Linked DNA regions of Mus musculus: regions 1, 2, 3, 4 and 6 are each linked to region 5. The links are chromatin contacts, called in public HiCAR-type, HiChIP or PLAC-seq and promoter capture Hi-C maps. All regions are on one chromosome and are shown on one strand. Each heading gives the region's core, a stretch centred on a gene start, on an enhancer-like site or on the middle of the called end of the contact. The rest is flanking DNA. Distances are from core to core; before and after follow the strand shown. Region 1 overlaps Myo6 (myosin VI). Region 2 overlaps Myo6 (myosin VI). Region 3 overlaps Senp6 (SUMO/sentrin specific peptidase 6). Region 4 holds the start of Senp6 (SUMO/sentrin specific peptidase 6). Region 5 holds the start of Irak1bp1 (interleukin-1 receptor-associated kinase 1 binding protein 1). Region 6 holds the start of Myo6 (myosin VI).

Region 1 (4,447 bases), core at 510-3,009, 2.6 Mb before region 5:
GTGGGGAGGGGTGGGAGGTGTGACTATCGTCTATTAGAATGGTGATCTCAATTTTATGTCACTTGATCCCCTCAGTGATTCTGTAAGGTAAGCGACACTATCCCACCACAGAGATAAGGGTAAAGACAAGATCAGGGATGCAACCTGCTTAGAGCAGTCTGAGTTTCAGGCCTTGGTTTTTAAGAGAATTCAACTCTTTCTAGTCTCCCGTCTCCTCTTACTCTCCTGGATGGTATGAGCAGTTCATTCATGCACCAGTGACTGTCAAGTTGTGTATATCATGCTGGGCCTTAGGAGCAAGCAGTCAATGGTCTGTGCCCTGATGGAATTACAGTGGCACAATGAGATGGGTGCTTCAGCAGGATTAGTCCTGACCCGAGGAATCCAAGAGTAGAAGCAGGTATACAGTATACTGTAGAAGCCTTGGTAAAAGCGCTGCTGGTTTGCAGAAGAGTGGGTGGATCTGAGATGCCTGTGAGACCGAGGGTTGGTATAATCAAGGGCGATAAGAGCTTGGAAGGTGCCAGAAGATTTGAGGATGACTTCAGGTGTGATTTGCATGTTTCTGCCTTTACTAATTTGTGGAAGAACAAGGCAGGATGCAGACCAGAATAATGGTAACAATAATGTATGTGTTAGTTTTGTTTGGTTCCACTAGGCTGGTAAACACCTGAGAACCCTATGGGGACTGTAAGACAACGTTGAGTATCACTCACATATAAATGATATATGAAGCCACAGGCGCTTCCTTCATCTAGGGAAAGCAGACACGTGTATAGGCAAGCCAAAGGCACTGTTACAGACTCACCTTCTACAGAGAATCTTCATCTTAGTTGTTAAGTTAGATTTGAGGCCTTCCTATGTTGGGAAAGTAGTTCATTCTATAGCCTAGCATAGGAAATATTAACCACCATGCACCCTGCAAGATGACAACACCTTAGCAGCTTTCAACTGGACTACGTGTCTCTAAGAGACTCTTAGGGACTACAGCTAAGAGTCCACATGGGGAACTTCAGTGGAGCTCCTAGGCCCACAAATAGATCAGTGTGGCACATGACCATCTGCTCTTTAGATACAGGTGACTAGTGAAAGAATTAGGTTCCCATTGAGATACTGAAAGTAGAACATCTCGGTTTGACTTGCAAATGGAATCATGCATTAGTCTTATAGACACTCCTTAAAACAAAGCATTTTGGATAGCTTGGGCCCTTTGGGCTACTCAGTAGACAGAATTATAAATGTTAGCATCTCAGGATGCCAAGAGCGAAGGAAGCCTCCTAGGAACAGTTGAAAATGGGACGTCCCCAGTGGGTGCTACCTGGAAACCATTCAAATGTAAGACAGCAGGTAAACAATGCCTGGCCCTGTAGACTCACACACGGCAGTACAGTTGGCTGTGCTGAATATAAAATGCTTTTTAAATGAAGGAAGCCAGACACCAAAGAACGCAGACTGTATGATCTCATTTATATAAAGTTCAACAGAAAAAATCCGAGGACCGTGGAGATGATGCCCGGGCAAAGGGAGGCGTGGGAATGGCAGCGGCACTGAGATGCTCTGTGAACCGAGGACGGTGCTTCGTAGACAGTGCATTCATCTGTCCCAGCTCATTAACTTGCATACTTAGATTTGCTCACTTCACTGTGAGTTTCAAATCAGCAGCAAAAGTAAGAAAATGAAAACATAGGCTGAGCAGTTGCTGGGGAGTAGTCCATGCCTGCCGTCTCAGGCTTGGGGAACTCACAGGAAGCCTCCAGCCCCAGGCTCAGGGAACTCACAGGAAGCCTCCTGCCCTGCCTCATCGCTTCAGAATGAATCCTTTTTTACATGCTGCTATCTGTGTGCCATAAATATCTATTCCAACAAGACGACTGAGTAACAGATCGCTTGCGGTGGTATTCTAAATTCCCTTAGGGGAACAGGTGGAAGCCGTGAGGGTTTCCATTCCCACACTCTGTACTCAAGAGCAGGGAGTTCATAGGACTTCTTGAGGGTGGAGCAGCCTCTCTCTGCCTTCCTTCTCTAAGGTGGCTAGAGGAGCAAGAGGTAGTGAGCACAATTGGGGGGGGGGGAGAAGGCTGAGGTCACCCGCAGGAGGTGTTTTTGTAACTTGAGATTTATATGTGCACGGGTAAAGGAGATAGAATTTGAAGCAGTTTCCACCATTATTCATGTTGTTTTATTTGTTCTTTTGAACAGGAGATAGTGGATAACCTCCTTCAAAATGGAAGATGGAAAGCCCGTTTGGGCACCCCACCCCACAGATGGATTTCAGATGGGCAATATTGTGGATATTGGCCCTGACAGCTTAACAATTGAACCTTTGAACCAAAAAGGCAAGGTGAGTTTCACACACACACACACACACACACACACACACACACACACACACACACACATTTTCCCCAAGAAAGGTAAAAATGAAAAAATATTCCTGCCATAGTGGAGGAGGCAGATGTCTGGTAATGTAAATGAAGTTTTGAGATGACTTCCTTGATTAAATGGGACCTGTGTACTATGATGAAATACAAGCCTGTGATAATCAGAAACCTAGCATTCTAAGTTGGGTGATAAAAATACAGTCAGTGGCAGCAGTTTTATTCCATATGCTACACTATTCGAATCACCTGCTTAGCTGTAATGTCCTCAGTGTGTTACAAAGTAATCATGTGATTGCTGCTGTGATGTCAAGTTCTTCCAGGGGGCTTCAATTCTCCTTTTCTTCTCTTTTTCTTTCTTTCTCTTTCTCTCTCTCTGTCTGTCTGTCTTTCTTTCTTCCTTTTTTGTTTACTTAAACTTACTCATTTACTTAAACTTATATACTGTGGGATTGGGGTAAATAACTTTTTGTTGTTTTTGTGCTTTGCGTTTTATTTTTAAATTTTTATTCTATATGTGTTAGTGTTTTGACTGCATGGATGTCTGTGTGAAGGTGTCAGATCTTGGAGTTATAGACAGTTGTGAGCTGCCACTCGGGTACTGGGATTTGAACCTGCGTCCTCTGGAAGAGCAATCAGTGCTCTTAACAGCTGAACCATCTCTCCAGCCCCAGATATTTGAGTCTTAAAACTCCCCCATATCTTTTTATGATAATAATATAAATATGCTTTAATTCTATACACTTAATATTTACATATTTTTTAAAAATTTTAGACATAGACTAAGTGGAATCTGGGGAAACTGACCAGGAGTTGTTACAATCAGGGCCTCCAATGTAGACATCCATCTTTCTTCCAGCCTTCACAAGGGTGGGTCTTTTTGGTACTGCAACCTCACAGTTTTAAGCTTAACAAATAATCCTATTAGACATTTCTTCTGACTAAATGTACGGATGTAATTTCTGTTTCCTTCAGACTCTGCAAGTCTCCATGAATAATTTATATTCTACTGATACGTGCTTAACTCATGCCATATGACTGCCATCCTTCTGGGACCCTTAGAAAAACAAGATGGATCTCTCATGAGATTCTTTTTAGAGAGAACACTGTTCTGTTACTGTAAACAACCCAGGAACTGGAACGCGTAATATATACTGGGCCATGTTAGGGAGGCCAATTAAAGATGCCTTCAGGAAAGGAAAAGACAGTGTTCTTGCCTTCCTTCGTTAGCGGTGCCTGCATGTGCTCACAGTGCACTGCATAGCTAACAAATGAGTTTTTAAGAGTTCACACACAATACATTTTGAAAGCTTTCCCTTTTGCTTTAACATGTTTTATAAGCACAGCAAGCTAAAAGGCAGGAGTGAATCAAGGGCTGTACCTCCTGAGTACTTCTGTTCTCTTGTGGTCTGTCACATCTGTAGGTGACAGAATAATTCAGCTCAAGAGTAAACTAAACTCAATTTGAGGGGATGTGCTTTTGTAAAGTATTTACCTATCTCAGTGTGCTCTGATCTATGTCATATTACTGTTGATCAGGCACAGATGGAGACCTGTAGAAGTGTAGTTTAATTAAATTATTTTTGGGTATTTAAGAGACTTGGTTGCCCCTCCTCTGCAGCATTCGTTCCTCATCTGGAGTTTTTCTCATTGGCTCTAGCTCCTGCCAGGCCAGGACCAAGCCCTCCCTCTGTTGCTATGGCTGTGACAATGTTTATAGAGTTCTATGGCGTTAGCAGCTATTGCAAAAAGGATTTTTCTACGGAATCATTGCTATGAATTGATATCTTCTTCTACATAATGTTCCCTCTCTGGTTCATGGTGAGCCAAGTTCACTTTTGAACAAGGGGTCTCTCCTCCAAACCAAACATGACACTGAGAACATATGCATTAGGTTGCAAAGAATTAGCTTTCAGAGTGTTGGGTTCAACAGTCTTCTAAGTCAGGTGTGACTTTGCTGTTATTCTTTTGTAGTACCAGAAACTGCATCCAGGGCCTCACATTTTTTACATCAGTGCTTTACCACTGAGCTCTATCCCCAGACCACTAAATTGGTCATAACTTTGAAT
Region 2 (4,030 bases), core at 1,457-3,956, 2.6 Mb before region 5:
TTCCAGGCCAGCCTGGTCTACAAAGTGAGTTCCAGGACAGCCAGAGCTATACAGAGAAACCCTGTCTTGAAAAACAAAACAAAAAACAAAAAAACAAAACAAAACAAAACAAAAAAACAAAAAAAGAAATAGCAACAACTACTTTTACCAATCCTGATATAAATTAGAAACTATTCATAGTATATAGTTTGGAGTTGGAGGTGTAGTTCAGTGGTTAAGAGCACTTGCTGTTCTTGCACAGGACCTGGGGCTGATTATGGAACATCACCCGTGTGCTAGCCCATAACCATCGCATAGCCCAAGTTCCAGGGATCCACATGCATGCAAGCAAAACATACAAATATACATACATACATACATACATACATACATACATACATACATACAAACTAAAATGAATAAGGATGACTTTATTCCAATGTAGTACATTTTTAGTGCATAACCTTTGTTTTAGAAGACCTCAGAGTGCACCCTGGTAAGAATAGACATCATCTTTTGGGAGATGTAATCATGCCTGAAAGCAAACATTAATTGAAAAGAATAACATGATTTATAAGTCCCATCCCTAAAAATCGGATGGAATCGCTTTTCATCAAAAGAGGTGAATTTACTTGCTCAACCATGCTATTGTCAGCCTATATATGTATATTATGTATATCTGCTACGAAAAGGCAGGCAGACTGCTGCCTTGTGTGCTTTCTGTTGTTGTTTCTCTTTGAGGCAGGACCATGTTCATTACCCTTGGCTGGCCCTCGAGCTTTCTGTGGAGAATAATTGGCCAGGCCGGAGAGCCAGCTGCTCCTGCAGGCTGAGTGCTGGGAATAAGATGTGCACCAACCACCAGGCTTGGCCTTTTAAAAAAATCTTTAGTTTTAGAATATATGATTTCAGTAATGTGGTCTAGTTGGATATGAATTGATTATGAAAATTTTTCTTTATTTTAAAAAGTAGAGTCTCCTTATAGCTATATAAATCAATTATTTAGACTGTCAAAGGATTGACTTTGGGAATGAGCAAAGGGTAAAAGCAAAGGATTACTCTACAATATATGAGATACTTTGCAGTAGATCATCATAAATGCTGTAGAGAGATATATTTGAAGACATAAATAATTTTCTTTTTCATGTTGGTAAAGGTTTATGTATTTTTGTTTGTATGTCATAATTTATCTTGTAAAGTATCCCTATACCTTGCTTTTTTTGGTTTTTCGAGACAGGGCTTCTCTGTATAGCCCTGGCTGTCTTGGAACTCACTTCTTAGAGCAGGCTGGCCTGGAACTCAGAAATCCGCCTGCCTCTGCTTCCCGAGTGCTGGGATTAAAGGCGTACGCCACCACGCCCGGCTTACCTTGTGTTTTATAAACGTTTTTTGATAACTGTTGGTAGCATAATTGAAAAATGGCTGGTTTTCATGGGTTTAACTTTACAGATTATTTGATGTCAAACTTACAAGTCAGCTGAGTCTTGATGCATGATAGGGGTCTAGTGTTGTTGACAAGATAGCATAGATGGCATTCCTTAGGAGATAGGTGGAAGCCAGGCTTGGGGGTGCCACACAACTGTACTCCCTGCACTTGGGAGCCAGACACAGGCTTATCTTCTATGAGTTCCAGGCCACCTTGAGCCACACACTTGAGTCTCTGTCTCAGAAAACAAAACAAACCAACAAACAAAAGAAACAAAACAAAACAAAACAAAACAAAAACCAAACCCCAAATTCAACCCAACCCAATCCAACCCAAACCAAACCAAACAAAATCCTACCAACCCCCCAATACGAAAAACCAAAAACCAAAAATAAAAAAAATTTCCCAAAACCCAAAAAACCTCAAAACAAAAAACCAACCAATCAAACAAAATGAAGTCAATGTCGATAAGAAGTTACAAAGCACATGCATTCAAGTTGCAGTGTTTGTCCTTACAGACAGTTCCTTATAGAAGAATTCCTTTAATGGGGCCTACACTCATGAGTCCGTCTGGTCTGCTGAGAGGATCATACTGGTATGTGTCTCATCTGTCTGCTCCACTTTCTCGGCAACTTTTAGATAGGTTCAAACAGCTATGGTCTGCTCATTTGAACACATGACAGACACTTTCTCCACATGTTTTGTATCTTTCAACTTAAAAACCCCAAAGCAATGTTTATTGGTTGTTTTCAAAGAAATCATTCCTATATTTTGCATGATTGACATAGTAGGTGGCATTTAGCAACATGGCTATTGTGGTTGTTAAGTTTGTCAACTAGACGGGTGGGGAGTGGGGGAGTGGCGGGTGGGGGTGGGAGTGGGAAATCACCATGGAGACAAGCCTCTGGCATGCTCCTGTGGGATTATCTGGATTATATTAACGGGACTGGGAAGCCACACCTTTCCATGAGTGTGTGTGTGTGTGGGTCCATCCTGAATAAAAGGAAAAAGACAAAAACAAAAAGAAAAAACAGAGCTGAGGACAAGTGATTATCTTGTTTTGCTTCCTGATTGTGGTTGCTATGCAACCAGCTGCCTCAAGCTCCTGCCTCAGTGAATTCCTCACCTAGATGGACCTGACCCTCAAACTAGATAAGCCCCTTCCCTCCCTCGATCCCTCCCTCCCTCCCTTCTTCCCTCCCTCCCTCCCTCCCTCCCTCGCTCCCTCCCTCCCTCCCTTCCTTTTGTCGGGTATTGTGTCCTAGCAACAAAGAAAGTGACCAGTCCAGGCACAATTGAGGTGCAGCTGGCCAGCATGCACTGCATTTGCCATTTCGGGTCTGTTTGGTTTTCTTTTTGATAGCAAAATCTCTAATTTGAAATGAAGAGATAAATAAAAGGGTTCTTTGTTGAATCTACTAAAGTGTGTAGTTTCTGATCCAAGAAGTTGATTCATGAGCAACAAGGGCAGGACAGAGTGTCTTTTACCTTGGGATGTATTCTTCAGAGATGTAAATTCCTCAGAGCTATAAGACCATTCTTTGTCATTAAAATTTAAAGAGAAAATAGCATACAAAGATAGATTCTGAACAGTTACAAACAATAACAGATCTGCTAGCCTGCTAGCCACACTCAAGTGCTTCATATATAGATAAACATGCACTCATAAATAAATAAATAATTCTTGTAAAACAGACTCATCAAGTGTCCACCCTCCTGATCTTCCCATTTTGAATGAGGGAACACAAAGTCTTTACTTTTTCCTCCAATAGAAATGAGAATTTGGAGCGACTTTCTGTACTCACTGTCTGGATGTGAGCACAATAGAATTCACACTTCTGCTGTCATAGGGCAGAGGACAGGTGCTGGGTTGCCATGGCTGTACTACACTCAGTCCCAACCATGTTAGCCCTTTCTTAGGTGTCCTTGTGTAATGCCAGCATGTGGGGTAGGGTCGCTGCTTCCCTTCCCGTCTTGCTTTCTGCTCTTGCCTTTGCCCTTGGCGCTACCAGGAACCCGTGCATGGCAACCGAGAACTGCGCCACACGACCCAGCTTTCCCCAGTGCTGGTGCTGCCACCAGGGTCATGTGTGCCAATCAGTGCTCTACCGTGTACTGTGCTCCAAGCTCTTAGAACCGCAAACTTCCTGTCAAGTATCAGCAAAACTGTTGGTGACCAGGATGTTTAAAAGGTTCAGGTTTTGTAAATAGCTCATATTCCAACCCTTATCAATTATCTCCCCACCCCTGAAACTGTAAATTCAAACGATCCTCTTGGTATAACACTCCTGAGGAATGTAACAAACCTTCAGTAATAACTGGTAATTATCAAAACGTGTTGTCTACTGAAAGAGTTAAAAAAATAGACCATATTTCATGTTGGAAATGAAAGGATTATTAACATTATTCATAAGGTACACTCAGATCAGAACATTAGAGTAGATGCATACCCTGGCAATGTGGCGAAGAATGGTCTTGAACTCCTGACTCCTTGACTTTTTGCAGTGCTGGGATTACAGCCATGTGCCATTACACCTGATTTCCGCATTTGGAGGCTATGTAGACCTGCCTGGCTTAGAACCTGCATTGTGGATCAGGATGGCCTTAAACTCACAGATATGTCTT
Region 3 (4,461 bases), core at 1,389-3,888, 2.7 Mb before region 5:
TAGCAGAGGATGGCCTAGTCGGACATCAATGGGAGGAGAGGCTCTTGGTCCTGTGAAGGCTCTAAACCACAGTGTAGGGGAATGCCAGGGCCAGGAAGTGGGAGTGGGTGGGTTGGTAAGCAGGGGGGGGGGGGGTAGAGGGAGTTTTTGGAGGGGAAACCAGGAAAAGGGATAACATTTGAAATGTAAATAAAGAAAATATCCAATTTTAAAAAAAAGAAAAAGAAAAAGAAACTGACTGACTGACTAACTCTCCAGGTCTTACTGCATAGCACTGACTTTGTAGACCTGGATGGCCTCAAATTCACAGTGACCGTCCTGCCTCAGCCTGTGTCACCATGTCTACTTACTCAGGTCTCTTGACAGTTTTTAATCTCTTTTGGAAGAAGTTCTGAGTAGGTCTTTTATTGAATGTGTCCTTTGGAGGCTCCTCTGATTGTTCTTGATGGCTGAGTTGGCATTAGGGGTTCTAGGGAAGGGCAGTGGAGGACTGTGGAGCTTTTCCTGTCATGGTGTATGAGAGGTATTGGTGATGTAGCCTTTGGCACTGGAGTGCAAGTGTGTGTTGGGTTTCTCCACTGCCTATTGTTGGGTTTTTTGTTCATTTTGCTTTTCTTTCTTTCTTCTCTTTAAATTTGGGTGGGTGGGTGGGGGTGTGAGTTAACAAGTCTAGCCTATTCTGAAGAAATTCTTGGTATGTTCATAACATGATTTTGAAAATTTTTCTAAGGAAAATGTGTTCTTTATTTGATAGGTTCAATATAACCAGTTCTGTAGTTTTGTGTTTTTAATTTTTCTAACTTATACATTTGTATGTGTGTATTGTGCCTGTACATGGCTCCTGTGTGTGCATTAGTTCTGAAAAAGTTGTTGAAGGTCTTAATCACTGTTCACCAGGTCTCTGCCTGAACTTGGTATCTGCGTTTTCTCAGCAGTTTTAGAAGGCACCAAGCCCCAACAGCCCTCCTGTTTCTGCCCACTTAGGAGTTTGGGGTTACAGGGATCCAAATTCTGTTCCTCATGATTGATCAGCAAGTCCTTTTAACAGCCGAGCTTTCTCTCTAGTCTCTGGGGTTTTAAAAACTTGAGCATTAGCTGACTGTGAGCATCCACTTCTGTGTTTGCTAGCTAATGGATGGATCACAGGGCTCCCAATGGAGGAGCTAGAGAAAGTACCCAAGGAGCTAAAGGGATCTGCAGCCCTATAGGTGGAACAACATTATGACCTAACCAGTACCCCGGAGCTCTTGACTCTAGCTGCATATGTATCAAAAGATGGCCTAGTCGGCCATCACTGGAAAGAGAGGCCCATTGGACACGCAAACTTTATATGCCCCAGTACAGGGGAACGCCAGGGCCAAAAAGGGGGAGTGGGTGGGTAGGGGAGCGGGGGTGGGTGGCTATGGGGGACTTTTGGTATAGCATTGGAAATGTAAATGAGCTAAATACCTAATAAAAAATGGAAAAGGGAAAAAAAAACTTGAGCATTTATCGTTGAAGTCTTTACTGACATTCTCAGCAGTGGCTGAGTACTGCCGTGCTACCTTCTTTGGGTGGTCCCTTCATGAAACCGAGCGGAAGGAACAAGGGTCCTTGCTGTCCTGTCTGTGTGTCTCATTTGAATGGACTCTACATTAGTTTGGCTTTCAGCCTGGGTGCTTGAGGCACACTTTTCCTCTGTACTTGTTAAGTGTCCCAGCTTAGTTTGCTTGCTGACAAAAGCAATTTAGGAGAGAAAAGGGGTTAACTTATAACTTAGCTCACAGTCACAGTCCGGGCGGGTTTGCTTGGACAGAAGGTCTAGCAGGCACTTAAAGCACCTGCTCACATCCAGTTAAGGACAAAGAAAAAATGCTTATGCTCAGTTTGTTTTTTCCATTCTTACATAGTACAGGACCCCAAAACCGGATATGGTGCCCTCTAGAGTGGGTGGGTCCTTCCCACCTCATTTAGCACAATCAAGCCATTCTCCCTAGATATTCCCATAGGCCAACTAATCTAGATAACCTCTTATTGAAACTCTTTTCAAGCCGGGCGTGGTGGCGCATGCCTTTAACCCAGCACTCGGGCGGATCTCTGAGTCTACAAAGTGAGTTCCAGGACAGCCAGGGCTATACAGAGAAACCCTGTCTCAAAAAACAAACAAACAAACAAACAAACAAAACCTCTTCTCACAATAGTCTAGATTCTATTAGGTTGACAACTAAAACTAGTGCTCACAGTAAGTCAAATTTGTGACAGGCCAACTTCTAAAGAAGGCCACATACTGGGGGTGTCTAATTTGCAGTGCTTTCAAATACTGATGGCCCTTTGTCACACAAAAGGAAGCTGTTTTAATTATGGACTCCTGTATCCCTTAGATCATGAAAATTCTGCTCTCAACTCTTAGTAATTGAGGGTTTGTGATTAGTAATGCTCTGCTTCGTCTGTTTGGGGTGCTGTATTAAAGTTTCACAGATTACATAGTTTGTCTTTGTTGACTTTTGGGGGTTGGGAGGCGCTTTACTATGTAGCTAAGACTGGCTCAAACTCTCTGTAGCATAAACTTGGAATTTTTCTGTGTCTCCCAAGTGCTGGGATGACTGGAATGCAACACTGTACCCAACTCTAGATGAGTTTCTCAGTGCTAGGGGCTGAAAGTCAAATCAGACTATCCAGAATCAATATCTGGAAGCATCCTGCTTTCTCACAGATAGTAACTTATGTCTGTCCTGGTAAAGGGTAAAACAACTTCCCTGGGTCTTTTATAGGATTGATCCCATTGCTATAGATTCTGCCCTGTGGCTCCAAAGTTCCTTCTCTTACCACTAATCGATTGGGAGTGGGATTTTAAAAATCTGAATTTGGGACAGTCTTTACAATCCTTCAGGAGATTCAGCTGGGCCTGCCTTTCTGAGTCTTGACTAGGAAAGTGTAACTTTTTCTTTTCTGTCTCTTTGTTTTGGATGCTGGCCAGAGCTAAGTAGGCTCTTTCTGGGACTTTATACTTTCTTACTGTTTCTCTTAAGCCTGCCTCCCTGCTACTTAGCTGCTTTTCTGTCCTGTGGCTGACCTACATGCTGACTTAACTCAAACAACATAGCTTTATCCTCCTCCTTGTCTCCGTTTTTTCTTCTCTGGGAAGATGCCAAGATTTACATACAGGTTGCCTGCCTTTTATTTGAACTATGATAATTTATCCTTAAGTTGGAAGGGGGAAAATCTGAATGTTGGAGAGACAAAAACACTTAGATGCATCCTAGCCCTTTGACATTTAACCTGAAATTATTGCCTTTAGAGATCATCCTTAGAACCATGAAATTAAGTTACTTTTTGTTTGTTTGTTTGTTTTTTTGTTTGTTTGGTTTTTTTTTACAAAAATGATTTCAGGCTGGAGAGATAGCTTAGAGGTTAAGAGCACTGGCTGCTCTTCCAGAGGTCCTGAGTTCAAATCCCAGCAACCACATGGTAGCTCACAACCATGTACAGTGAGGTCTGGTTCCCTCTACTGACTTCAGGCATACATAAAGGCAGAACCCTATTTACATGATAAATAAATCTTTTTTTTTTTTTTTTAAACTTACTTAGTGTTTTAAGTAAGTTTACAATTTTGGGCTGCATTCATGGTTATCCTGGGCTGTAGCCAGTGGCTGGATACAGCTGGTAGATAGACTTTATCTTTTTTTTTTTTTTTTTTTTTTTTTTTTGGTTTTTCGAGACAGGGTTTCTCTGTATAGCCCTGGCTGTCCTGGAGCTCACTTTGTAGACCAGACTGGCCTTGAACTCAGAAATCCGCCTGCCTCTGCCTCCGGAGTGCTGGGACTAAAGGCGTGCGCCACCACGCCCAGCCCAGACTTTATCTTTTTACTTTGCCTGTTTGTCTTTAAGGTGCTGGAGATTGAAGCCAGTGTCTGTAAGCACTTCCTCATTTAGCCTCCACTTTCCCACCAGACTTGTAGATAGATACCCTTTGTCCCCAGTACTCAACTGACAAGTTTAGATCCAAGGGTAAGCTATCACAGTTATCCCTGTACCTTCTAAAAAACTAGTTGTAGTTTTCTTTTTCCTGTCCTTTGTTTGGGTCAGTCTGACCTCTTGTAACACTAAGACCCTGAACTTCATCTTAGCTCAAGCTCTATGAAATTAGACTTTTGTCATGTGGCTCCATTCATTTCTCCCTTCTCTCTTTGTTCTGTATTTCCTGATGAGCATCTCTGGTGTCCTGGTCTAGAGTTTTCTGGTTATCAAATTAACCACCTTGTTAACACACAAGGCCTCATTTTGTTTTTCTTTGGTTAAAACGCAGAGGTTGTTCAGTCTAACAAGTATAGTGATCTGAATATAGTTCTCATGAGAAGGAAAAAAATTAGAGGAACTAGTTCCTAAAATCATAGTTCATATATATGTATGCCCCTCCCCCATTTTTATTTTAGCAACTTAAGTTTCTGTAGCGGACACACATGTTTTTAAAAATAGAAAAAC
Region 4 (3,990 bases), core at 1,044-3,543, 2.8 Mb before region 5:
TTCACATAGCTCTAAACACATACACAAAACCACACAAAACAGAAACCAACAGATCCAGACACACGTGACCCTTTCTTGTCCTCCGCAAGCAGGCAAAAGAATTAGACGATTTCAGAGAGGGAAGCTTCCACTTCAACAACAGAACTCGGTCCCTCTGACCAATCTCCAGAGACTACCAGGCATTCCTGGCTCTCCCCACTTTCCAGGGCATCCCCCAGGGCAGCAGCCTGTGGTCCTCCTAGCACGTCTGCCGATCACAGTCCTCCGGTCCTTATGGTCCGAGAGGACAGCTGCAAATACAAAGTGTGCGTTTCAGAAAACCCCATCATCCGCTTCCACTGGGACAACCAAAACCAGAGAAACCAAACTTAGGTGGATCCAAACTCAGGCTGATCAGTATAAACTCAGGCATATCAGCATCCAAAACTCAGGCTGATCAGTATAAACTCAGACGGATCCAAACTCAGGCTGCTCTGTGCTTCAGAAACAAAGGACGAGACACAGACAAACAAACCAACACAACAAGTGCACGTTTGTTTCAGAAAACAGAAAACAGACACTCAGAATAGAGACACCGGCCGGCACACACACATTCCAGGGGGGATCCCTATACCTCCAAGTCGGTTCTGGGTGTGAGGGGTGGTCGCGATTCCCGGCCAATGCACTAAATGAAAGACCCACAACGTGAGGACTCCCCCACGTTTGGACTCAGGAGAGGTGATACCCCAAATCACTCACGAGAAATGGTCTTGATGCAAACTGCAAAAGGACTTTTATTTCAAGAGCACTCTTGGGCCCACAGTCTTACACCACGAAGGGGTAGAGGACCGTGGTGCCCAGAGTAGCTGGGTAAGGGGGTATTTAAAGGAAGAAACCATAACTCAAGGGGGTGGGGAGGGCTTTGTTGGAAAATACCAAAAATACCAGTTAAGTGGAAAGTCAAGACAGTTTTCTAGGAGCCTCTAACAATAGCATATTTGCATAGAGGGTTCCAGCAATGGTCAGGGTGGGTCAGGGTGACTTTCTTTGAACAAACATGCCCTGAACCCAGGAAGCAGGTTGCTGGAGGAATGCCGCTATTTGTTTTATGATTAGCATACCATGGAGCATTGAGTCACAAAGGTCACATTCTCAAGCCTGGGCCTAAAGGCCTAGAATCTTTTGTTTTTTATGTTTCACTTTTTCACTCAAAGGGCTGGAGAAATGGATTCAGCAGTTTGGTTAGCCTGGGTACCCTCTTCCGGCCTCTGAAGTAACTACAAGAAGCAGCTTTCCCACCCTAAATGCAGGCAAAACACCCTCCCCCCAACCCCACCCACTTTTTTTTTTTTTTTTAAAGAAAAAATGTAGCCGGGCAGTGGTAGCGCTAGCTCACCTTTAATCCCAGAATTTGGGAGGCAGAGGCAGGCGGGTTTCTGAGTTCCAGGACAGCCAGGGCTACACAGAGGAACCCTGTCTTGAAAAAACCAGAAAAAAAAAGAAAGAAAGAAAGAAAGAAAGAAAGGAAGGAAGGAAGGAAAGGAAAGAAAAAAATGTTTATTAGCTGACCACACAGCTAAGGGGCTTGAATTTCTGTAACTTTTTTTTTTCATTTTCTGCATTTTTCATGGATTTGTTGTTGTTGTTGTTGTTTTTGAAGACAGGCTCTTCCTTTGTAGACCAGGCTGGCCTCCATCTGACAGAGAGATCCACCTGTCTCTATCCCTTTATGGACTGGGAAAAACCTACACCACTACATGGGGTTTGTAAGAAAAAAGAAGAAAAAAAAAAGCCCCTCAAATTGTATCATAGTCTACTGTGTTCTCTCCCCCCCCCCCCTCTCTCTCACACACACACACACACACACACACACACACACACACACACAAAGTGTACTGGCTCAATCATATCATATATGCATTGTTTGGAAGATGGATGTGAACACAATTTTATTTTCCAATTACCTGGCTTCATTTTTTTTTTTTTTCCTTCCCATGGCACGTTTTAAATTCAGGGTCAGACAAGAACTTGGAGCGTTTCTTTAGAATTTGTGGTGCGACTCGACCAAATAGAATACCTGGCCGGCAGGCTGGCAAGCGCTCGCAGGCCGGCTCTGCCATGGGGGCCTTCCGAGGAAGGGGTTTTTGTTCGTCCCTCGCCAAGGCCGGCCAGACAAGGCCACCCCAGGCCGGCAGGACGACAGCCCCCGGCTCGGGTTCGGCCGAGCCCGGAGGGGGGCGAGCAGGGACCCGAAGGGAGAGAGAGGCTCTGGGGCGGCGGCGGCGGCGGGGCGGGCCCGGAGGCCGGTGGGGGAGGAGCGGCGGCGGGGCTGCTGTGGCGACCGACGCGCGGCGGTGGCGGAGACCCACCCCCGTCCACATGGACAGTCGCCGAGGCCTGGGCTGATGCTCTGACGCCTGGGCGGGGTGGGCGGGCGGCGGCGGCCACTGCTGGAGCAGCGAGGGGTCGCGGGCGCCTCACGGTCGCGGAGCCCTCGCTCGGCTCAAGCCGCTGCGGCCATTTTACGGCCCGGGACGTAGAAGGCGTGTGAGCGTTCGCTCCGTTCTCCGTCCTCCGGAGCCAGCGGCGGAGCGGGGCGGAGGGGAGCGGAGGGAGCTCCTCAGAGGCCGGCGCGGCCCGGTGGATGGGGAGTCGTGTGCCGAGGGGAGCCGGGCCCGGGAAGCGCCGCCGCCGCCGCTCACGGTCCCCGGTAGGCGCCTGAGGAGAAGCAGCCCAGGCCGTGGGCCTCGCCGCCTCCCGTCAGGCCCGCTTTTGTGTGGGGGGCCCGGCCGGCGGGGAGCGCCCCTCGCGGAGGTCGAGCCCGAGGCCCGCCACCCTGCGGCTGCTACCCTCCCGACGCGCGGCCCCCATTCCCCGCCAGCACCGCGCCGGTGTCGGCCATGGAGTAAGAAGGAGGCGGCGTGGAAGGAGGAAGATGGCGGCGGGCAAGAGCGGTGGCAGCGCTGGGGCTCTTTTCCTGAAAGGTACGCTCGGGTCTCCCTCGGGGGAGAGTCGGGGGCGAAATTCGCCGACACCGGGGTGTCTCCCACCCCCGGGCCGTGATACTCAGCTCTCTGCTCCGGGTGGGCTTGGGGCCGCGGGGGCCACGGGGGCCCGGACGGCCGATGGCCCGCTGGGAACGCGCTGCAGGCGCGCCGACTTCGGGTCCGCCCGGGCCAAGGCTCGGGCAGGCCGGCGCGAGGCGGCGCGGTGGTAGCGCAGCGAGCCGAGGCCCAGGGCGGCCTGCGAGGGGCGCGCCGAAGGCTTGGGCTCGCTCCCACCTCCATATTCTCGATGGGTGCCTAGTGGGTGAGGAGCAGACTTCGTCCGCGTCTTTCTTAAGCGTTCGTGGAAAGTTTCAGACCTAAGCTTGGTTGAAACTGGCCGATCCAAGGAGGCAGGGGGAGAGGTGGTGGTTAACACTGCCCTGTGGTTAAAAGCTCCCAGGCTAGCCGCTGCCCTCGGGGTGCAGGTTAGACCCGGCGGTGCCCCGAACTCCGGTGAGATGTGTTTGGTTGTTTATACTTTGTAAAGCAGGTATGGGAGGTGGAAAAAAAAAAAAAGAGAGAGAATGAGCTTCCAAGTGTCGGTTTGGAGACAGCCGGGGAAGGTAAAAGAGTTAGGGTGTGTTCCCATTTTTAGTCGCTTGTGAAGCAGAGTTAACTATTTCAGTTGGTGGACCAAGCCGGCTTAAAAGGTCTATTTTGGTTTGGTGTGGTGGTAAATGGATAACGATACTGGTTTTTGCCTATGGCTGTAAAGGGACTTCCATAATACAGGTACATTTAGTTGCAGTTGTGAACCGGGAACGTAAACGTTCATTCGACTTTAAATTTCCTGGTAATCGGATTTGTAAATATGTTTAGGAAAATAAGTCCGCGTTCAGTAATTGTTAAGTATATTTACTCTTTGGGGGTAATTGCAGGATTTTGTTTTCTAGATGAAATATATCCAGGCCATGCTTTAAGATATGATTTAGAAATATTACAGAATTAAGAAAATGTAGTTTAA
Region 5 (4,347 bases), core at 589-3,088:
CTCTCCTCCTCACTTGTTGGTTTTGGCTTACATACTTTCAGGTTTTTTGGTGTACTTATTTTTTTCCAGATTTTTCCCTTATGATTGCTTCTACATTTGTAATATGCTTAAGAAAAAAAAAAAGACTTTCATTCCTCAGAATTACATTTAGGTACTTTTTTTTCATTTTATCTTTAACTTTTATTCTCAGTATAAAACATAATATACAGATCAATTTCTTCAATACAGAAGCCAATTATACTACTTACTCATTTTTCCACTATTTTGAAAATTTTATAGTACCCGAAATACACTTAAAGCTTCTATTATTTGTTTGTTCCTATGACATCTTTTATTCAGCAATTCATTTTTGAAACTATATATCCTACTAGAGTAAAACATTTCTCGCCAACAGGAAGGTGTCTGGAGCTGGATGGCTAGCTAGCCTATCTTGGATGCCAGTGACAGTAGATCCTGTCTCCCAAAACGGACTTAGCAGAGTGAGACAACTCGGCTGACAAAGGTACTTGATCCCAAGCCTGGGGGCCTCAGTTCAATCCCTGCGGTCCACCAAAAAGAACAAAGAAATTCCTCCAATTTTAAAAGGTATTTTCATTGCCTAGAGTTGTAAAATATGCATATATGCCTGTATGCATATATGGTTATATGGTGGAAAGTTCTTAAATTATAATTATATATATATATATATATATATATATATATATATATATATACACACATATATACATATATATAATTCTTATCTGACAATAAGTTTCAAACTAAACAATTATGTTGACCTAATGATGGACCAAACAAAGAGATTACCACTTGATCTAGCTAAATTATTGAATTAAAATACTGGTTTTTTAAAAATTTGAGGAAAAATCACAAAGACTATAGACTTTTTCAAGTTCCTATAAAAAACTACTTCCTACATCCCTGCCCCCAAGGTTTTCTCCTCCCATTCTGTTAATAAAATTCTAACAGGAATCAGACGAGCTGTCATCACCAAGACATTAAGAAAATGACTATAGGCCAGGTGTGGTTTGAACCCCAGCACTCTAGAGCAGAGGGAGAAGCGGGGAAGGGGAAAGAGGAAAGAAAAGAGAGACAGTAGGGTGTGCTGAGGAAAATTACTATAATAGGAGGGCTTGGAGAGGGCACGTACAGCTTTTCATTATAATGGCTGTCAAGAAATGGGTCGAAACCTTGCATTTCTGCAAGCTCGAGGTCAGTCTGGTCAACAAGGTAAATTCCAGGCCAGTCGGGGTTACATACTGAGACCCTGTCTCCAAAAGGGGAAGAGGAAGCTATAACAGACAAGTACATGACATGCCTGTCATTGCTCACGCTGATGTCCAGGCTCAAGACCAGAATTACTCCAAGACATTTAGAATTTGACACTGACACTCTTTCTAAAGATTGTAGCTATGACGAACAACATCCCACCCACCCCCACCCACCCCCCCGTTTTCTCTGTCTTTCCACATGCCAACACTCTACATTCAGCGGGCCTCTAATAAACAAACAGCAGTTGTGGGGGAAAAAAATCAACAGTGTCCTGGAAAAAAACGCACTCGAGGATCCCCATAGTGTCCAAACTCTCACGAGCAAAACGTAGTTTATTTGAAGAGAAACTCCTCACGAACCAAACAAGTACTTGCACTTGCGGGTAAGACCACCGGAGTCTCACAAAGAAGGAGGCCGCCCCGGCACCGTGAAATTCGGGAAGAAAGGGCTACCGGGATCACACACGTTGGAAACGCAGAGCCTTCATCCCCATGCGGACTGAGGGATGGAGGCGGCCCAGGGGGAGGGGAGAAGAACGACTGGTCACGTGGAAGGCCCGTGATCACTGACCGCGAGGGCAGGACAGACAGCTCCGGTTCTTGCAGGCCATGAGGAGGTAACTATTTAAAATGTGTGCAGGCCTCCTTCCCTGGGGGAAAACCCGGTCTCCACGCTGCAGCGGCGCCTCCATCCCGGCATCCTCCGCGCGGACTAGCAAGCGCGCGGCAGCTAAACGTCACTCCCCGCCATCAACCTGGCGTTGCTATGGCAACACAGCTGCCCCAGCTATGTCGCTGCAACCCGCCCCTGCATCGCGGGTGTTCATGGAACTGGTTCCCTGGGCTGACCGGGGCCGGGAAAACCATCCGATCTCGGCCGCGGAGGCGCAGCCGATCGGCCGCCGACCCCACGTCGCGGAGGCCCACCCCGGAGCCCGTGAGGTCCACGTGAGCGGCGCGGCCGAGGTGTCCGCCAGCCCCGACCGAGCGCTGGTGACCGTGCGAGTGAGCAGCACCAAGGAGGTGTCGGCCGAGGCCAAGAAGAGTGTGTGTCGCCGCCTGGACTACATCACGCAGAGCCTCCAGCAGCAGGGGTTTCAGGTGAGACTTCCGAGACGGGGTGCAGAGCGGGTGACTCTGTACCTTTGGGGATGCTTTGTTACCGCAGGATCCATTCTAGGGCGCAATGGATGTTTGACCTTTCCTTCTAGAATCTAGATGAAAGCCGTTATGGGCCGCAGCGAACTTGAAATCAGGAATGCAGGTTGGGTAGGGTTTTTGTTTGTTTGTTTTTGTTTTTGTTTTGAGACAGGGTTTCTCTGTATAGCCCTGGCTGCCCTGGACTCACTTTGTAGACCAGGCTGGCCTCGAACTCAGAAATCCGCCTGCCTCTGCCTCCCCAGTGCTGGGATTAAAGGCGTGCGCCACCACGCCCGTGGTTGGGTAGGTTTTTATCTGGTGATGTTTGCTACAGTGGTTTTGTTATTAAGATTAGAGTGATGAAATGTTTTTTTGAAAAATTACATGTAAATGTTTGCATAAGTAGAATGTTGAACCTTCTCCTCCCCCCTCCCCCCACCCCCCCTCCCCATACACACACTTTGGTAGTTTTTATTCTGCATGTTGAAATAGGTCGGTGAGGAGCCTGAACTGCTTCCATCCAATCAAAGGTTTGTGTGGAGTGGCTCTTCAATGTACTTATTAGCATCTATTTATGGTTTATAATGATCGCCTACCCCAAATTTTCCACCTTTTTAGTTTTAACTTTTTTAAGTCAATGTATGTAGGTGTCATAGGTGAAATATTTCTACTTTCTAGACATGTCTGTGGAACAAATCACTAAATAGGTCGCACCTTAAGCCTCCCTCCTTTTAACGAATGGGGCAAAAATGTCCACACAGCGACTCTTAGGCGTGTTTTAATATCACCACTTTCCAAATTTACGGCAATAAAATAATGCTCTGAGTTTAAAAGAAAAATATTTGAAATCCTGTTCCTGGAACCACAATCGAGATTGCTTCCAACTTTGCCATATTTCAGATAATTAATATGAAAGAAAATTAGAAGCTACAGACAGCCATCTCAATGTTAGCATTGTACAAAACAAGACCCCAGCTGCAGGAACCCTGGTTTTCAGGGGTGACTCTGATTTGGTGAAAGTGCAACCTAGTATTGCTTCTGTCCTAGAAATGTCAGACCTTTGAAAAACTGGTCTTTATTTTTAAAAAGAAAATGTATTTGTGTTGCATTTAAAACCAGAATAATTGAAATGATGGGGTGGGGTTCCCAGCTTATGTTACAGTTTAAAAAATTTAAATGTAAATTGTAAACGAATTTTAAAAATAGGTTTAAAATGTAGAAAACTATCTCCTAAGCAACCTGCTGCAGTCAGTCCTGTTTAAATAATGTAATGAGTTTTTTATGTCATTGACACAGAACATAATCGAACCCATGTATCTAACTTGTAACTTGTAAAACACAATAAATACAACAGTTACATTCCAAGTCTCCAGTGTTCGAGGCAAGGCACACAAGGACTCTAGTCTTCCAGGTTATTTTTGCTCATGGAGGAAAGCGCTCATATAGATAGCTTGTTCAACAGTATAAAAATCATGTTAGTACTTCTAACGGTAAGTTATGGACTTCACAAAGCTCTTATGTGATTCAAACGTTGGAATACTGGGTTGTCAATCCGCACTTCCCTGCTTGGAGGGCCTCTCCCAACCTAAACACGTGACAGATGAAAACAGACTTTCTCATCCTTCCTGGCTTCTCTATACCCCGCTTAGCCTAGATGACTTCTGTTTTCAAGAACCAGACCAAAATCACATTCTTGACATTCTCTTCTCCACACTAATCCCTGTTATGCAATACTTCACTTCTTTCTTTAAATACAAAGTGTCAGCCTGTTGTCATTCTTGATGTACTTACCTCTCAGAGCAGTTGCCATCTGAGTAAGCTCATATACATAACACATACAATGAAAAAATGCTTTGGGATGAGTAAAAGAAAAATAATGGAGCAATGCATAAGGTGTTAACTAAATTACTAAGTAGATCTTAGGTTTATGAATTTG
Region 6 (3,982 bases), core at 636-3,135, 2.7 Mb before region 5:
GTTCCCTTTCAGACGACTCTAACTTGCATGAAGTTTTGCCAAACAAAACAAAACAAACCCACATAAAACAAAGCAAAACAGATAAAAAACCTAACCAACACAAGCATCTTCTTCAGTCTTTCATCCTCTTATTTTTTGTAGTGGGGTCTCAGTGAGTCCAGAGCTCTCCTTTTCTGCTAGAATGGCTGGCCAGGGTGAGCCAATGGTGAGCCAAGGGTTCTGCTTGCCCTCTATCCCCCTCTCTCACCTTAGTACTGGAATTTGAGAAATAAGTCTGCCCCTGGTTTTAGTTTATTTTACAATCTTTGATATAGTTGAGATTTTTCTTTTGGCAATCTTGGAGCTACATTTCTGTGGTTGCTGTAAATTACTTCCTTTCTTGGTTTTCCTTCCTCTTTTTTAGTTTCCCTAATTTTACTTACTGTCTTACGAATTTGAAATGTGTTCAGTGGAAGGTAGCTTTTTCATCAAGTCATTTGGGTCGTCTCTGAATGCCTGACCCTTCCCTTACCATTTTTTTGTGGTGATATGGATTGAACCCAGGGCCTCACATGCTAGGCAAGTATTCTACCGTGGACTTAGTTATAGCCCATCTCTCTCTGAAACAGGATATTACTAACTGACCATGCTGGTCTTGAACATGCAGCTTCCCGAGTAGCTAGAATTACAAGCACGAGGCACCAGGTCCAGTTTGAATTCCTGAAACCTGTCTTCTCTGGGAATCTTCTAGACAGAGCCCAGTGGTCAGAGTACAATATGAGGAGTTGTTTCTCTCCTTGAAACATGCTGGGCTTCAGGATGGGCTGCAAGAACCCTCACTGGCTGAACTATCTTGCCAGCCCCTTATTTTGTTTTCATATTAACCTCTTTTTTCTAGTAAAGGAGATGTTTGCTCTCAAATTTGCATAGGAATGTAATATTTAATTTAAAAAGATGACCCACATATGACCTTATAAGGACAGTAAAATTAAACAACCGGAAAGATAAAGCGGGCCAGTTGGCTCAGTTCTATAAAACCAGCCCACAAGGATTGTCACTATTCTTAGGCTTGCGCGGGCTACATGATGAGTTCCAGGACTGCCTGGTTACAGACCGAGACTCTCTCAAGAGTCCAGATAAACAACAACAAAGGGGGCGAGGTGGAAATACAGGGGCTGTAAGAAGTAAATATGATATCTGCATGGGAGGCTAGCCAGAGAAGAAAAAATTTTCTTCCGTGGTTCAATCCTCCAAGGGCTGAACAGGAAGTTGACGCAGGCAGGTGAGGAGCACGAGCCTAGATGGGCTGCGGTGCCACCCTTAATCCCCACAAGCGAGTTCCTCCGCAATTCGCCTGTCCCACTCTCAACTTTTCTTCAACTGACTCTTTGCTGTGGTCCCTCGCTGTGGCAGTGGAAACAACTACCACTGCGAGGTAGGGAATGTCATGAGGGGCTACCTGCAGCCCTTGGCTTGCAGGGATGCAGGGATGCGGTCGGAACCTGAGGCCCCGCCCTTCTCTTGCCCCACGCCATTAGGCCACGCCCCTACCCAGCACTCCTTCAACCACCCCCTTCCCCGGCGCCTCATGAGGTCCCGCCCCTCTCAACCCTAGCTCTTGAGGCCTCCCCTTCACAGCCGCCCCGGCGTTCCTTGACTTGAGGCCACGTCCCTCTGCTCCTTCATTCCCAAGACCCTACGCTTTGCGAGTCCTCCCTGTCCTGCTGCCTAGGACCCCGCCCCTCTCAGCCCTTCTGCCCCAAGACCCCGCCCCTTAGGCTGTTCCCGCCCACTGGCCAATGAAGACCCGCCCTTTCTTTAGCCGCCCCGCCCCGGTCCCACAAAATCCCGCCTCCGGCCCCGCCTCCCGCCCCCTTGGGCGCTCCGTAGCAGTGACGTGCGCAGGCTGGGCACTCTGCAGGGCTCTCTGGCCGGCGGGTGGAGACCGATCCGGGATCTGTCCCAGCAGGAAGCGTATCCCGGCCGCCGTCGTGCTGTCGTCTCCGGTGCTCGCTCTCGGCCGCGGTGTCGCGCTTGCCCTTCGCGCCCGCAGCCCGGCAGCCTCTCCACGGCCGCGACCCCTCGCGCACCTGCCTCGCCGGGTGAGTGTGGGCGCCTGCCCGCCTGCCTGTCCTCACCGCCTTGGCCTCTGCTCTGCCCGGCGCGGACTGGAGCTCTGGCTTCCCCTTCCCGGGCCAGCGGGGCTCCTGTCACCTGACGAGTCCCACCCGACACTGCAAGATAGTTTTATTTTCTCCTTTCGAAACACAGTGAAAAAGCTACACAGTCTAGTTTGTTGTCAGAGTAAAGATCAATTGATACCATTAATAATTTAGCTGTGTCGAAGAAGACCATGGTAGCATACTATAAAGCTGGAATTTTAGTTCCTAAGCGTTCTAGTATTTTGAGTGTGAGTTTTACGGATGTGTTGCTGAAAATAACTTTGTTATTTAATTCCAAATCGTCTTAAACTAATTAAAACGTGCTAGCTGTGGATTGTATTTTAAAATAGGAAATAATTTGATAAGGCCATTCTTAGATAATCTATGTCAGGAACTTTTACACAAAGATACATTTTATCCGGCATAAAGTATGTAGGGCAGAGCTGTTTAAATCCCAATGTGGAGATACTGCTGGAGCGCTACACAAACGCTGCTCCGATTTCATATGTGTTGAATAAAACTTTAGTTTGCTCTCGTGTTACAGTTGCAGGATTTTCGAATATAGTTAGTCAGCTTGAGACTTTTAACAGCCTTTGAGGCTCGGCTGTAACACCATAAAATCTGAGTCTTGAGCTTGGTGGTGGTCATGGTCCAAAGGTTGGCTGCGGAACAGCAGCATTTCTGTACAAATTAACTCGACTTCAAGACATCTTGGCTTGTGGTTTTCCAACTGGGAAATGTTTAGTGAAAAAAAAATTACCTTAGTGCTCTCTAGCATTAATTTTAGAAATGGCCACAAATGCTACAAGGGGGACAGAGGAAGCCCAGAAACAATGTAGTTCTTCAGAACAGCTCATTGACTTTTAAATGTCTGCCCATTTTCTGTGTTTGCAGTTGCACAGGAGTAAACAGGCACAGTGATAAATAGAAGTCATTTTAGTCTGATGCTCGTCGGCCTGTAGTGTTTTTATTTCGTGTGTGTGATCTGTTACCCATTTTTTTCCCTCTTCCTTTCAAGTTTTGTATTTGTTTTCAAAAGTTACTTGTAAAAGGCAGGGACAGAATACAACCCTTAAGAAAAGAGTATTGCGATTATACAGTTAAAAAGCCGTGGAGTATAGATTTTACATATGGTCTTTAGTACCTAGACACATGAGCAAGAAAAAGTGAACAACTATGATTTTTCATAGAAGCTACAACATATTAAAAACAAAGATGCAAATTATAGTCCATGGGACTTGTCCGAAAGGGATTTTCCCTTGTTTACACGATCAAATTTTAAAATAACAGTGGCCAGGAAATCGGAGAGAAGCCGAAGGCTCCTCGCTCATCCTGTTGTGACTTTGCCTGGCGTCTGTGGTGGATCACTTATTGTTTAGACAACTGGACTGTATCTGGGTTTTGAAAGGCCTTTAGATGGTTTTAAAGATTTCCACCATGCAAGGTCTGAATAAATCCATAAGAACTCCACATAAAAAACCATTCTCTAGTTTTTAACTTTCTCTTGGTATTCAAAACTCCACTTAGGGTACAGGATTGGGAGTGTAACTCAGTGGGTAAAGACCTTGCCTTGTGTGTGTGTGTGCGCGCGCGTGTGTGTGTGTGTGTGTGTGTGTGTGTGTGTGTGTGTGTGTGAGGCCCTGGGTACTGGAGTTTCATTTATATTATTATATATATTATATTAGAACATCTTATTTAAACATTGCAATTTGAAAAACACATTGCAATTTGAATAAATCTCACACAGTATAATGGTGATTCCCAGAAAGAGATACTTTGTTAACAGTTTATGAGCTGGCGATTTAGTAGTGATGTGACACACAAAAAAAACCCCTAAAGGT

What was found. Promoter capture Hi-C pulls out the DNA fragments that hold promoters and counts their contacts. HiCAR-type assays count read pairs that join an accessible place to other places. HiChIP or PLAC-seq counts read pairs in DNA pulled down with a chosen protein or histone mark.
Region 1: a promoter capture Hi-C map of hippocampal neurons shows a contact between it and region 5, with 11 times the contacts expected there. The contact joins the enhancer-like site here to the promoter of Irak1bp1 in region 5. A contact is called at or near these places in 3 of 39 promoter capture datasets (cranial neural crest, hippocampal neurons and pre-B cells).
Region 2: a contact with region 5 is called in an H3K4me3 HiChIP or PLAC-seq map of stem cell-derived neural progenitor cells, with 28 times the contacts expected there. The contact joins the enhancer-like site here to the promoter of Irak1bp1 in region 5. A contact is called at or near these places in 3 of 39 promoter capture datasets (cranial neural crest, hippocampal neurons and pre-B cells) and 3 of 115 datasets of contacts at active chromatin or transcription factors (embryonic forebrain, large pre-B cells and stem cell-derived neural progenitor cells).
Region 3: a contact with region 5 is called in a HiCAR-type map of astrocytes, with 8 times the contacts expected there. The contact joins the enhancer-like site here to the promoter of Irak1bp1 in region 5. A contact is called at or near these places in 4 of 39 promoter capture datasets (cranial neural crest, erythroid cells, hippocampal neurons and 1 more) and 2 of 115 datasets of contacts at active chromatin or transcription factors (astrocytes and embryonic forebrain).
Region 4: a HiCAR-type map of astrocytes shows a contact between it and region 5, with 6 times the contacts expected there. The contact joins the promoter of Senp6 here to the promoter of Irak1bp1 in region 5. A contact is called at or near these places in 4 of 39 promoter capture datasets (the 3T3-L1 cell line, erythroid cells, hippocampal neurons and 1 more), 1 of 484 Hi-C or Micro-C datasets (CD4 T cells), 2 of 115 datasets of contacts at active chromatin or transcription factors (astrocytes and embryonic forebrain) and 1 of 9 other capture datasets (liver).
Region 6: a contact with region 5 is called in an H3K4me3 HiChIP or PLAC-seq map of embryonic forebrain, with 21 times the contacts expected there. The contact joins the promoter of Myo6 here to the promoter of Irak1bp1 in region 5. A contact is called at or near these places in 1 of 39 promoter capture datasets (pre-B cells), 1 of 484 Hi-C or Micro-C datasets (CD4 T cells) and 6 of 115 datasets of contacts at active chromatin or transcription factors (astrocytes, embryonic forebrain, forebrain and 3 more).

What each region holds. Positions count from the first base shown.
Region 1 is chr9:80,215,417-80,219,863 of GRCm38.p6, forward strand. Myo6 (myosin VI) reads left to right here. Exons shown (of 33, transcript NM_001039546.2): 2 at 2,200-2,341. The coding sequence starts at 2,225. Among named protein-coding and RNA genes, the nearest start is that of Gm27227, 48 kb to the right of the region's middle. Within about 2 kb of position 1,760, at least 21 of the 459 cell types and tissues checked have an H3K27ac peak or open chromatin away from gene starts, as enhancers often do. A contact at or near this core is called in hippocampal neurons and pre-B cells, where this site is marked.
Region 2 is chr9:80,183,580-80,187,609 of GRCm38.p6, forward strand. All of the region lies in intron 1 of Myo6 (myosin VI), which reads left to right. Among named protein-coding and RNA genes, the nearest start is that of Myo6, 21 kb to the left of the region's middle. Within about 2 kb of position 2,707, at least 10 of the 459 cell types and tissues checked have an H3K27ac peak or open chromatin away from gene starts, as enhancers often do. A contact at or near this core is called in stem cell-derived neural progenitor cells, where this site is marked.
Region 3 is chr9:80,082,868-80,087,328 of GRCm38.p6, forward strand. The region is part of intron 1 of Senp6 (SUMO/sentrin specific peptidase 6); the gene reads left to right. Among named protein-coding and RNA genes, the nearest start is that of Senp6, 18 kb to the left of the region's middle. Within about 2 kb of position 2,639, at least 74 of the 459 cell types and tissues checked have an H3K27ac peak or open chromatin away from gene starts, as enhancers often do. A contact at or near this core is called in astrocytes, where this site is marked.
Region 4 is chr9:80,064,610-80,068,599 of GRCm38.p6, forward strand. It overlaps Senp6 (SUMO/sentrin specific peptidase 6), which reads left to right and starts at 2,294. Exons shown (of 24, transcript NM_001311110.1): 1 at 2,294-2,963. The coding sequence starts at 2,915.
Region 5 is chr9:82,827,968-82,832,314 of GRCm38.p6, forward strand. It overlaps Irak1bp1 (interleukin-1 receptor-associated kinase 1 binding protein 1), which reads left to right and starts at 1,839. Exons shown (of 4, transcript NM_022986.4): 1 at 1,839-2,372. The coding sequence starts at 2,061.
Region 6 is chr9:80,163,149-80,167,130 of GRCm38.p6, forward strand. It overlaps Myo6 (myosin VI), which reads left to right and starts at 1,886. Exons shown (of 33, transcript NM_001039546.2): 1 at 1,886-2,081.